3 separate regions of the Zea mays genome follow, and all the other regions are linked to region 1. Evidence: chromatin contacts called from public Hi-C data. All regions are on one chromosome and are shown on one strand. The core of a region is the stretch at or near the end of the contact, and the rest is flanking DNA. Distances in the headings are between cores, read along the strand shown. Region 1 holds the start of LOC103640187 (cation-transporting ATPase HMA5). Region 2 holds the start of LOC100283314 (VQ motif family protein). Region 3 holds the start of LOC100284599 (zinc-binding protein).

What was found. A called contact is a pair of places that touch in the nucleus more often than the background predicts.
Region 2: a Hi-C map of bundle sheath shows a contact between it and region 1, with 8 times the contacts expected there. The contact joins the promoter of LOC100283314 here to the promoter of LOC103640187 in region 1. A contact is called at or near these places in 6 of 25 Hi-C or Micro-C datasets (bundle sheath, ear, endosperm and 3 more).
Region 3: a contact with region 1 is called in a Hi-C map of ear, with 3 times the contacts expected there. The contact joins the promoter of LOC100284599 here to the promoter of LOC103640187 in region 1. A contact is called at or near these places in 5 of 25 Hi-C or Micro-C datasets (bundle sheath, ear, leaf and 1 more).

Annotation. Positions count from the first base shown.
Region 1 is chr9:114,583,322-114,587,678 of Zm-B73-REFERENCE-NAM-5.0, reverse strand. It overlaps LOC103640187 (cation-transporting ATPase HMA5), which reads left to right and starts at 1,846. Exons shown (of 9, transcript XM_020543877.2): 1 at 1,846-2,362; 2 at 4,196-4,357. The coding sequence starts at 2,063.
Region 2 is chr9:115,059,742-115,064,098 of Zm-B73-REFERENCE-NAM-5.0, reverse strand. It overlaps LOC100283314 (VQ motif family protein), which reads right to left and starts at 2,477. Exons shown (of 1, transcript NM_001156216.2): 1 at 1,426-2,477. The coding sequence starts at 2,387. The coding sequence ends at 1,686. LOC103638876 (glycosyltransferase-like KOBITO 1) reads right to left here. Exons shown (of 7, transcript XM_035962844.1): 7 at 3,880-4,357.
Region 3 is chr9:114,858,355-114,862,711 of Zm-B73-REFERENCE-NAM-5.0, reverse strand. LOC100284599 (zinc-binding protein) reads left to right here and starts at 1,791. Exons shown (of 4, transcript NM_001398978.1): 1 at 1,791-2,163. The coding sequence starts at 1,993.

The DNA.
Region 1 (4,357 bases), core at 597-3,096:
CCTTCCTTCCAAGTTTCATGTCCGGGGACGGCAACTCACCGGAGCATCAGGCAGGCCGCGCATCTCCCTTCCCGGCCAGTTCCCACCCAGTCCAGTGCACTCCTGCCGTGCCGCGCGCGGCTCCTATGTGCCATCGTTGTCCGGAGTTGCGCGCTCGATCGATCGGGCAGCTACCCGTTTCCGTCTCGGGCTACTAGCCTACTACGAATGCGTCGCGCGTTGACCAGACAGACACGTACGTAGGATGCGCATGCGTACGTGGACCGTTGAACACGTGCCTTTTCAGTTCGTGCTTGTCATCCGGGTGGCATTCTCATCAGGGCACGGCCGCACGGGTCTCCCGTCCCGTTACTCCGTTAGCATTAGCACAGACGCCAGCGCCCAGCGGTCCAACATATAGAACACACTACCCACATATACTAACATAATATGGCCACTATAAGACGGGGTATTTTATATTCTTCAGATTTCGCGTTATTTGTAAGGAACTGTGCTGCGATTTTGCATCTCTCTCTCTCTTTTATAATAGATCGAGTGTATGGACTTTGAAGTCAGGGTCTCACTTTTCGCATGAATCTGGTCGAAGCAAGGCTAAATAAAAAAACGTATATGTATAGCTGTTTCGCTGACGACCTACCGGTGGAAAGCTGGTTTAGCTCAACTTCTCCCTCCGCTCCACATGGATAGCCACGCTTCAAAATTCTAAACAACACACAAAACAGACAACATGTTTCTTCTTAACCACCGCGCTCGCTTTCCCACGTAAATTGTCCAACACCGTTTATTTCTTTTAAAAAATAAGAAATGAAAAAAAAATCAACAAGAAACTATTTTCCCAAAAGAATCCTATTTAATTTGGTGACAATGAGATCACGGGAGGATTGAAGGAGATTGAGGGGGAAATAAACTAATTCCCCCTTCAATCCCTCTAATTCCCCTATGATTCTTGGTCACCAAATCAGTCCTAAGGGCTACTTTGTAAACTTCAAATCCCCTTCGGGATTGGAGAAGATTGATGTGAAAATGAACTAATTTTCTTTCCAATCCCTTCAATTTTAAAAGAGATTTGAGTTTCTAAACTAGCCTTAAGAGAAAATAAACTAATTTCCCTTAGAAAATGAAAAACCTTGGAAAAAAGGGCTCACAAACTAACCTTAAAATAGAAATGATCTTGTCAGGTATCATTATCCACGTGAGCTAGACCGAAGCTCTGCTTTTGCTTCAAACACACAACTATTACCATCCACGTGAGCTAGATCAAGACTGTGTTTTTGCCTAAAACAGACAAAATTACCATTATCCACTTGGGCTCATGAGCTATACCAAAACCGTGATCTTATGCATAAGTGGAGGTTTAAACCTTTTAGTTGGCTCCATATCCACATCTACCTAACTAATAAAACATACATATTTTATAAAAAAACAAAAAATATATGTAAATAAGGTTTATCGTAGCAATGCACATACGTCTAACTAATATACAATTATGCAGCTGCACCTAGAATTCTAGGTTGACATGGAAGAGTGCTTTGCAATGCTGACGTCTGAATTCCACAAACCCGTCAGACATGAAACCAAGTCAGACGAAAGAGATAAGCCGTCTTAGATACCTGAAAAGTAAAAAAGGAAGAGATCAAATGGGAAAGTTGCCTCTCCCACATAAATCTACGAAGATACCAATGTATAAAATGTATAAAAGTAAAGAGTAATGAGGGTTTATTTAGATTTACACTTTTAAACGTTAGCTTTAAAAGTTGGAGAAAAATCCAAATCAATATTTTTTAAAAGAAGAAAAAGGAAGCTTACTCTTAAACTATAAAGCTCTGCTATAGAAATTTAAGATTTAGAACTGATTTTATATTACTAAGAGTATGGAGGGAATCCAAAAGCGCATACACATATCTACAAAGACCCGCGTGCTCTGCAAACCACCGCAATTTGGCCCACGACCGCCGCCTGTTTTCCCGGTTACATATATAAACTAGCCCCTCCTCGGCTCCTCGCAATTCGCCTCCCACCAAATATTCCTACCCCGCTGCTCCACCCCCTGCGTCTGACGGGCATGGCCCACCTGCAGCTCTCAGCGGTCGCCGGCGCCCGGCCGGCCGCCGCGGGCGGGCGCGGCGACGAGATGGAGGACGTCGCGCTGCTCGACTCGTACGACGAGGAGATGGGGCTGCCGCTGCCGGGTGCATCGGGCGCCGAGGCTGCGGAGGCGCACGTGCGCGTCACCGGCATGACGTGCTCCGCCTGCACCAGCGCCGTCGAGGCCGCCGTCTCCGCGCGCCGCGGAGTGAGGCGCGTCGCCGTGTCGTTGCTCCAGAACCGCGCCCACGTCATGTTCGATCCCGCGCTGGCCAAGGTGCTTACCGGTGCTCCTCTCCTCGCTTTGGTGTGGCGTATTTCGACGGGCGATGCGATCCTTGCGTACTCGCAACCGTTGAGTGGACGCGAGGCTCGTGCGGTTCCGTGGGAAGTTGGGAGCTCTCCCGTACGCTTGCGTGGTGGTATTTTTGTTTTGAATTGTCTGCGTTTTTTCCGGGTAACTTGTTCGTGTTTGACGATGGTTGGACTGCGTCTGCGTTTTTGCGTGTCAGAATACGAAACTGAATCGCGTGTGTGTCGAGCACTTGCTTCGTGCTATTGAGTGAATTGCATATGGGCGTTTTTTTTTTGCTTGAATTGAGAGTGCCTTGCCTTGTACAAAACTCGCTTGGGTGGTATTGTTTCATCGACCTCTGATTTGGTTGGTGGAGTAAATGCTGTATAAACTCTGAGAAATCAGGAGTTATAAGATTGGCTATTACGATGCTAAAAGTTTTTGCTCCTTTTGGCTTTCGTGATTTGGTGAGCTGTACCTTCGTTGGAAGCTCGTGATTGTCGATCGCCTGTGCATCGTGGGCATCGAAAGCTCAAAGCTGGCACGCGCTGAAGCAGTCATGGTACCAGGGGAAATGGGGCTCTTGGTGTACTACAATCACTTTGGATTGGTAGTTGAGCTAACGAGCTGCTGATTATGTCTTTCATGGGGAAAGAAATGCTGAACTCAACTTTCAGTTCAGGAAAGTTACACAAAAGAGAAGGGGCGAGATTTTACTTTGCTACGATAACAGCGAAGCTGAGTGTGTTTCGTGCACCATTCTGTTGTGGCACGCTAAATATGGTATTGTGGACGAATAGCTACTAAGGCCATTTGGTTAGAGGGACTTATCTTTAGTTCCTGTTTTTTAATCCCTATTTTGCCAGATCGGAAGGACTAATTGACTTTAGTTTCTAGTCCCTCACATGGGTTTGCTAAAAAGGACTAAAAGACAACATTTATTCTAATTGCCCTTGCCTAGAAAACCGGCGTGAAATAAGAAAAAAAGTATTTGAGTCTTTATGTGTTGCATTTAATATATTTAGAATTTATTTAGTCCTTACAACCAAACAGGGTAAGGACTAAAGTTTAGTTCCAACTTTAGTTTTAGTACTAATGGAACCAAACAGGGCCTAAGGATGTGTTTGTTTGGGATTATAATTTGCCTAGATTATATAATCTCATTTATTTTGAACTTTAATGAGATTACATAATCTAGGCAAATTATAATCCCAAACAAACACCTCCTAAGCTATGGACCTAAGCAATCTTGTACATTCTTGTAGGACCACTCCTGGCATAGTTACTAACTTCTCAAAAACACACCATTACTTGGGAACTAAAAGCTAATATATTATATTAGCATGCAATCTTCTATGATGTCCAATACTCCAGTTATGTACGGTAGCTTACACATTGTTATGTACTTTGTTTCACTATGTGTCAACAGGAGATCTACATTTTCAGTCTTTGTTAACAGAGAAGCCATTTTAGCCATGAAGTTCATTATTCCTGTGGAAAATAATAGATGTACATAATCTATTAAACTATGCCACTATGCTAGTTTTATTTTAATAATGATGTCCAATATGTTTACTTGGCTCACATATTTTCACTTTTGAGTCCTACTGCATCGCGTTTGAGCTAAATGGCAAGACACCTAACAATGCATGTGATGTGATCTGCATGCATGTTCTTCCACATCCACATATACTAAAGCCTTCTCCAGTTTATATGACTAACTCCTGAGAGGTGTTTGGTTTCACATCCAATCAATTAGCTTATTTTGGTCACTTCAATAAACACATCTTTATTTCTGGTGACTTACATTTTCAGGTAGAGGATATAATTGAAGCGATAGAAGATGCTGGATTTGAAGCAGAAATTATCCCTGAATCTGCTGTCTCTCAGCCTAAATCACAGAAGACTTTATCAGCACAATTCAGGATAGGGGGAATGACATGTGCCAATTGTGTAAATTCGGTTGAGGGTATCTTA
Region 2 (4,357 bases), core at 1,228-3,727, 480 kb before region 1:
TCGTCAGCCTTCGGGTTAGCTCTCTTGGGTGCCATCGCGGGTGGTTTTCTCGTAGCACGAACGGTGGGCGCCAAATGTTGGAACTTGCTCTCACTCGCAAGGGGAGCCAACAAGGGTGAACAGTGACGTTAACAGGGTTACGCGCTAGATGGCAATAGCTCTGTTAATCTGGCCTCCCACGGGCACTGTGCGGGGGTATTTATAGGTACCTGAGTGCCCAGCGCCTTGAGCTAAGGACGCATGTGCCCTCAGCTAACTAGGTTATCCCAGAATATTCCCATAAAGCAGGGTTACAGACTGTAATTACAGGGATGCCTTTACAAATTAGGCCCGTAACACGCGGCGGCCACGCATGGCCCGTCACAATGGGTCGGATCACACGTGGGCCTCTGAGCTGGACGAGGCCGCACTGCGGGATGACGCCGTCGCAGGCCTTCGTCTGGTGCCGAATCGAGCGAAGGGTGTCTCTGCCCGTTTTGTCTCTGTCAGACCAGCGACTGCAGCGAAGGCCTCGAGCGAAGGGTGGCGTCTTTGCCTTCGCCCCAACATCTTCGGCTCGACGTTGTCTAGAGACGTTTTGGATGGCCTGTTGACCTCAAGACAACCCTAGGATTTCTCCTCCCCGATGGGAGCTATCACGAGAGGCGAGATTCAGTTTCTTCGCGGAGAAGAAGACCTTTGTGCACGCGTGAACCGTCCTAGCTAGAGCGCAGACCGCCCGACAAGCACACATGGAGAAGTCGCTCCTACAACGAGGTCGCGGACCGTTCTCGTCCTCGCAGAGATCACGACCATATAGTTTATTCTATTCTAGTGTTTGGTACCAGATCGAAGCCAACAACACGTCCATATGCACGTTATTGTTAGACATGTCCTTAGAACGTGAATGCCTTTTTCGTTTGCGTGGGATTGTATCCGAAATAATTCTAGCTGATCAAAGTCCATAGAAATTATAGAAACACCGTAAGAAACGAACCAAACCAACCCTGCTGATATCATATCACAGAGTTTCAGACCTCTCACAGTCCATAATCCAGATCGAACTATGCTAGTTAACTGGTGTCGCAACAAACCCTCAGCATGACATCTCTGACCTTGACCTCGCTCGGGTCAGCCGCACGTCACGCCTGCGAGGTGCGTTGCACTTGCACCTCGGGTCCCCGCGGGCCCCTGCGGCTCAGGAACACGACGGCGCAGCGGATGGAATGGAAACGCGCGCGAAAACAACATGTGATCCATGGGTGTGGCGGCCGCCACGGCCTTTGCTTCCGGACCCGGGCAACCGAGCGCAATCAAGACGTAGATATGTTCGCCTCGCCGCCACCGAAGGATCGACATCGTCACACCGAAGGATCGACACACGTACGAAAGCTACGTTTAAATCTCGGAGGATCGGAGCTGAGTAGTAGCAGGCAATTAACCTCCGTGAAAGTGACTAGATGAGCTGCTGCTAGGACACAGACTACCACATCATCAGAAACACAAGATATTTACATCGTCTCTGCAGCCAGCGGAGAAACAAGGCTGCGCGAATTAAGCAAGCGGAGGAGCAAACTAACTACACACAACCAGGAGAAACTTAACTGACTCTGATTACCCTTTTTTTTTTGGCTGCTGCTAATCTTCGCTTCCCCTTCCCAAGCTTCCATTCCATGCACGTGGCGTGGATGCCCGTCGAGCCTTGGTCAAGCAAAGAAGCCATTAGTGCTAGTGTTAGCGGCGGGCATGTGCGGCATCTGGGCCGCCTGGATGCTCTGCAGGAACATCCTCTCCTCCGCCGACGCGGCGAACCCGTGGGAGGCGGCGGGGGCGAAGACGTCGCCGCCGTCTTGCAGCAGGCCGCCGCCGCCGCCGTTGCTATAGCCGAATGGCGACGCCGCGCCGGCGTACTGCTGCTGCTGCTGCTGCCTGCGGAGCTGCTCCTGGAGCGGCGCGGGGTGCTGGCTCCGGTGCAGCTGGTGGTCGAAGGACATGACGGCGGCCGAGGACGGCGGGAAGCCGTAGTCGGCGGCGAAGTTGATGACCGGGGCCCCGAACGCCCCCGCGGGGGGCGCGGGGATGCCCGTGAACTGCTGCACCATGGCACGGAAGTTGGCCGTGTCCGTGTTCAGCAGCGTCACGGGCGCGCGCCGCGACGCGCGGGACCGCCGCCGCGCCGCCGGCTTCCCGATCCGCGGCCCCTCTACCCCGTGCAGCAGATGGGCCCCGGCCTTGGTGGGGCTTCCTCCGCTGGACCCGCCCGACGTCGGGCTCGCTACGGCGGCGGCCGCAGCGGTGGTGCCGGCGTCGTCGTCGGGGGGCAGCAGGACCGGCCCGGCGTCGTGGTGGTGGTGGTGGTAGAGCGCGGCCCACTGCGCGAAGCTCGAGCCTGTGTCACTCATCGCCATCGACGCGCGCGGGTCGGAGCCGAGCGTCAGGCGCTGCTCGTGCTCGTGCTCGTCGTCGTCGTTCGTCGACGAGTGTGTGTGTCGGAAGAGGAGTTGGACACGGCCGCGGGGCCTGGCCATTTATAGTGACCCAGCCAGCGGTCCACCAGGCTGTGCCATCCGTCGGATCGACGTGCTCCTCTAGCCAACGCCCGAGATTGGCCAACGTGTCGCGGTCCTGCCTAGCGTAGCCCATCTGCTCCCCCCACCTTCCGAGAAGCGTCGCTGATCCGCTCCGCTCCCCCGCGCGCGGGACAGGTGGTGGACTGGCGGCCCACACACCAGCGGGCACGTGGGGCCCGCGCCACTGTGCTGCGGCCTTCCGGGACCGCCGCGGCGTCGTCGTCGTCGCCGGGTGCTCGGCTCGGGGTTGGCAGCCAGCCGGGCCCGCAGCTCCATCGGGCTGTCACGTCGCTCTGCAGCACGTCGATGCGTCTTGATTCTGGATGGGGATTTCGGCTGCCGCATGGCGTCGCATTGCATCCCACCCAATACCCATGCGGCCGTCCGGTTCGCGTGCGTGCGTGCGCGCGACGCTGGTCTTTTCTCCCGCGCAGCCGCAGCATGTGGAGGCGGGCAGCCGGCGGCGGATCCGATCAACCCAGCACTAAGCTTGTGCTGCACCTGCAGTTAACGAAGCTTCAGCGGAAGCCACGGAAGAGATTGAGGGCCACGCAACGCAACGCAACGCACTGCCGGAGGATGGAGGCGGACGCCGGCGATTCCGTCGGTGTGTGTCCGTCCGGTTGGAAGAATCGAGCGGCGACGGTGAATTCAGCACATGCCATTTCTGGGGAGACCGGCCGATGGACATGTCGCTCTCAGGATCCACCTCGGAGATCGTGTTTACATTACCCCGGTCGACGGGTCTCATGCTCCTCTAATAAACATTATTACCCCGGTCGATGGACACTTGCCGCGCGCTGTGGGGTGCGCTCGTGGCGTTGAACTTTCTAATTCCATGATCGCCCAGCTGTCGTAGCGATACTGACCCGCTTGGTGGATGTGCTTGGATCCACGTCCACCTAGTTAGGATAAAGATTAGCTGCACTGCACAGCTCTAAATCAGATCTATTTATGTCTTGTTCGGTTATTCTTATTACACATAGATTAAATAGAATTGGAAAAAAATTAAGAAAATTTTTGACTTACTTGATATTTAAACTCACTCAATCTATATAGATTGAGAGCTAATCAAACAAGCCCTTAATAGACCAGCTTATTGTGAGCTTGATATCCATTTACTAAAAGAATATATAGCCCTAACATACATTTGTGCATATTAACCCCGATAGACTGAATCGTCAGATTTTTTAGATTGGCAAAGCCATCGTGGATACATATAAAATCTATCAACTCTTAGACCACTTCAAAAAAAAAACACCGTTGGCATGTGACATTCTAGATCCGTCAGAGTTAAACCCACGCTCAATAGTAGAAAATTTGACCGTCATTTTTTAAGTTTTTTCCCTTGATTATGGAAAGGGACTCTTTAACGTGCAAGGTTAATTAAACATATATATGGTGGGGCATATGCACCAGGCTCGATCGATCTATCCACAATGGCACAGCGTGCAGACTGCAGGCTACATTAAAGAAACTAGAAAAAATAGCGCCCTATCGGGCGCTGTATCACCTAGCATGGTTAAACAACCCGAGTCCATGCTTAATAACGCCTCCAGAACCTCACAGCGTCGTCAAGTCGTCATGACAAAGCAGTGGCGCGTTCCGAGAGCTCGAGCAAACCAGGGGACGGCCTCGGCGGCATTGCTTCTTCCTGTTCCTGGGCGTCCACCATTTCCAAGATCTTTCTTACGGTTGCCTGTAACCTCTCGTGACCACCTTCCAGTGTGGACTGACCAGCAGTTACGTTCGGTTGGATGGCCATAGCCTCCTTGTTTCCGAGACCCATGTTTGACGGCTTCGTTTTC
Region 3 (4,357 bases), core at 542-3,041, 280 kb before region 1:
TCTCTTTTTCCTTTTTATTTTCTAATCCCTATATCCAAATCTTTTTATATTCTTTTCTTTTGAACAATTAATTTAATAGATAATCTAGGTGCTGAAAAATAAAATTTAAGTGAGGTGCTCATATTCAAACAAGGTGTATGCATATGTTGGGAAGAATCTAAGGGAGTTTTGGGATAGATAAAAAGAAGGGGGGGGTTAGATTAGGGTTTCAAACCTGGGTTAGAAATTGGGATGCTACACAGGCCAGGAGGTGCGTGGGTCATAAACGCACCACAGTTTGAGGGGTTCGTTGGTTATGAGTGTGTCGCAACCCGAGGGGCTCGTAGGCCATGAGTGGGAGGTGGACCGACACCTTTGCCATAGCTTGGTGTCAAACGTAGTTAATGCAACCAATCACTTATGGTGGGTCGGTCTTGGACCGGGCGATGGATCCACTCGAGTGGTTTCCCTTCTGTTCGCCCGACACCCCATATCTGGTTCTGCCATGCCTGACCCCGGACTCGGTGCCGCTGGGTTCGTTTGGGGGCGGGTACTTCCAGGCAATGGCGGATCCATGATCCTTGCCAAGGAGGCTAGAAGCTAACTATCTTCTTTCCCCCCCTTATATTCTTCCTCTTTTTTCTCTTCACTTTCTTCTTCCTTCATCTCCATTTCCCCTCTTATTCCTTCCTCTCCCTTCTTCCTTCTCGCTTCCTCTCTCTTTCTCCTCTTCTTTCTTCCTCTCCCTAACTCCCTCCTACTTGTATGCTGCCGACGCAGGGGTGTGTGTGGAGCCCACCCAATCCCCCTCGTGGATCCGCCACTGCTTTCAGGGTAGACGTTTTCTATCTCCTCCAGTTGACTGACGGGCCCAAATTGCTAGAGGCTTTTCCCTAGTGTGCTCCCCTGGTCCCAAGGACATCCTTGACAACTAGCTTTGAGTTCTAACGGCTATATGACATGGCGACACATATGGCATGGTCTGGTGGTACACTAGACCGCTCCGGTGCCACTAGCACTTGATAGCTCGAGTAGAGCTGTCACTAAAATAGCAGGCGTTGCAGAAATATATGAAGTTGGAGCCATATGGAGAGGGTCATTTGAGTAAAAATACGCTTCTATCTTCTAACATAACATTTATATTTGTAAGTATTGTGGAGAGCTAGCACGACTCTTTAACTGTAGTTAGCGAAAAATAAATAAATAGATAACAATAATATTTAAAGATCTAGTTGGAAGGACGGTTAGACAAGTTTTCGAACATTGTTTTTGTTTTTATTAAATACGAAAAGATAAAAATAATTAGAGCAGCAGCTACGTGCCGAGAAACGGTTGCCGACTCCTGCAAAAACCTGTTGATCTGGAATAAGGAAACGTACGCGTGCCTGCGTGCTTCGTCTCCGTGGCAACAGTACTTGCGGCGCTCGACGTTGCAAGTGCTGCCTTCGTTTCGCAGCGTGAACTGAAAGGCCGGTGGTGAAGTCGCCTGGTGACGAACGTACGAAAAGGAGATCGCGGCCGCGGAGAGAGAGAGAGAGAGGCCCCTCTCCAGCGGCGCGAAAACGACGGGGCCTTGGACGACCGCGACGCGACGGGCCCAAAGTGCTTCGTTCGCTAGCTTTGACCACCCAAACCCAACCCCAAATGGCTGCCTCCGTCGCTTCGCTCCCGTAAGCCCCGTCCCGTCCCGTGCCACGCCCTCCGACGCCGCGTGCCACCCCACTCCGGCTTGGCTCCATGCCCCCCCTCCATCGCTATCACTTCTCCTCCCCTCGCCTCTATATATAGCAGCGCGCTGCGGGGAACGGGGTACGCCTCCTCCACTCCCATCTAGCCAATAATCTCCTCCAGACCGACTCACTCGCCGCGGTGCGCTTGCCCGTCCGGCCGGCCGGCCGGCCCGCGTACGTACAGACACCGCTCCGTACGGAGGACCGGAGCGGGGGACGGATCGCTCGCCCGCCCGCCGGGAGAAGCATCTGGGAGCGAGGGAATTGCGGAGGCGAGATAGAGATGGGGATGAGGCCCGGGTGGGTGGGCGGGCTGGTGGAGGAGAGCTTCTTCGTGGGGTGCGCGGCGCACGAGGACCGGAAGAAGAACGAGAAGAACATCTTCTGCCTGGGCTGCTGCGCCAGCATCTGCCCGCACTGCGCCCCCGCGCACCGCCACCACCTCCTCCTCCAGGTACACACACCGTCTGCCAGCACCCTGTCGATCGCACGGTGGCGGGGAGGAAGAAGACGACGCCTAGGAACTTCGTCCTCGTCTTCTTCAGACCTCGAGCCGGCTAGCTCAGCTCCGGCGTACAGTGTGCTACGTGAGCTTTGTTGCTCAATTCTTCAGTGTTCCGTGGGTCACGGACGCTTGTACTTGCTCGACCGGATTAGGCCGAGTGGCTGGCTGGCTGCCTCCTAGCTACTACTAGCTCCGCTAGGTTGGCTGCCTGCTGTCGCTGCTTCTCAAAGGGAAAGGGGATCCGGATCCGTCTCCTCGCCGGCTCGCCTCCTCTTCCTTCCTTCTCCGTGCTAGTAGCACCCCTAGCTAGTGTAGGCTCAGCTTTGGGCGTAGTAATTACGGCATGGCTGCTTCGGTTGGGCTTAATTGCGTTGCGGCAGCATCAGTTTAGCACAGTCCCAAGGCCGCGGGCGACGCAATTAACGTCCCCGGCCGCTCTTAGGACGCCGCGCTCGCCCGTGTCGTTTTCTGTGCGCCTCTGGTTAATCTCAGCCCCCACACACACACCAAGCACAAGTTTGAATTGCGAGTTCCGGCCTCACGGATCGCCGCCGTACCACCAGCCTACCAGGGAAATTCACTGCATGCGATTTCGGATTCTTTTTCCCTCTTTCCTCGTGCGCCAGTGCCCCCCCTCCCGGCCTGTCGTTGCTGCTCTTGGTGGCAGTGGGCAGTGGCAGGAGAAGTAAAAGCCCCGAGCTCGATTGGGGAAGAGAGGAGGGGAGGGTAAAAAAGAAAAGTGGCGACCCCTGATGCGGCTTGGCCATACTCCCCGAACAAGCATGGTCGCACGACGAGCCTGGGTCCTTGTGGCTGAATTCCTCCGTCCGCCCAGCCGTGGGTTGGTGTGGCGCGTGCATGCATGATGCATGCGCTCCTTGGGTCTGCCCCTGGGACCTGCGCGGCCTCCTCCTGCAGTGCACGCTCTCCGGCCCCTTTTGTTGCCTCGCCTGCAAAGGCTGCTGCGGTGCTGCCCCCTTCTCGCCCGCTCTGGCGCCTTGACCTTTCCACGCCCTCCCCTCCGATCCTCCCCCCCCCCCCCCCCCCCCCCCCCCCCCCCCGATCGGCCGGCCGCTCTGATCCTTGCATGCACGACGACGAGCCCCGGTGGCGCCGTCCGGCCGAGCCTGCCTAGCTTTTTAACGGTGGTAATAGTGATCCCACTGTAGACCCCCTCGCTGCTCGCTGCCCGCTGCTGCTACGTACTACACGTATAGTACCTGCTCTGCAGTGCTTCTTAGCCTTGTGGCTGAGCTGAATGATTCCCCAACCACCGAGCGTCACTGGCACAAATGGGCAGGGTTATCCGGATGGTGTTGCCATGTATAGCAAAGCAAGCGCCTTCTTCACCGGTCACCACTCATTCACTCACTCACTCAGCCCTCTTCTCTCCCTCCTTCTCAGTCTCCCACTGCGGAGACGATCAGACGGGACGACGCTGGTTGGCTGATAAATGGATGGTCCTTCCTGGCCGCTGCCCGCCGGCCGGGTAAACACTAACGCAGTGCCAGTGCTGCTGTTCCTGCTGCCGCTGCGTCCTAGTCCTAGCCTAGCTACCGCTGGCTGGATGGTGGGTGTTACACTGTTACTACCCAGGAGGGGGGAGAGTTACCAGGTGCATGCACCCACGGTAAAAAAATAAAACGAAAGGCCGCCGCGCTCTCAATACTGTTGCCGCCTCCCAACAGTAGAGATCCCTGCTCGACCGCCTGCAGCGTGCGTGCTTGCTGCTACCGTCCAAGCCCGGGCCTTGATGGTGTGCCACTGTTCATCCATTCAGGCCACAGTTAGGTCGTCGACGTGGCCGCTTGCCTGTGCCTGCCGCTGCGGTGCTGCCTGCCCCTCCCTTCCCCCCCCCCCCCCCCCCCCCCCCTCCTCTCTCTCTCTCTTCGAGTGACCAACCCAGCGATCGAGCCGGCGCTCATTGCCACTCTCGCACCAGCCCACCACCCGTCCGTTCCTTGCCTGTTTATTTGTTTTTACCGCGGGGTTAAAATAATCCGGCCTGCGGTGCTTCCTGACCGTTGTGCCCTCGAGGCGACGCCTGGATTTTCCCCGGGGACAGGGGCGTTTCGGTCGCTGCGGCCACAGTGCACGGAGGCGCCCTCTTGGTCTCCCGCGGAAAGGATGGCGACGAGCCGCC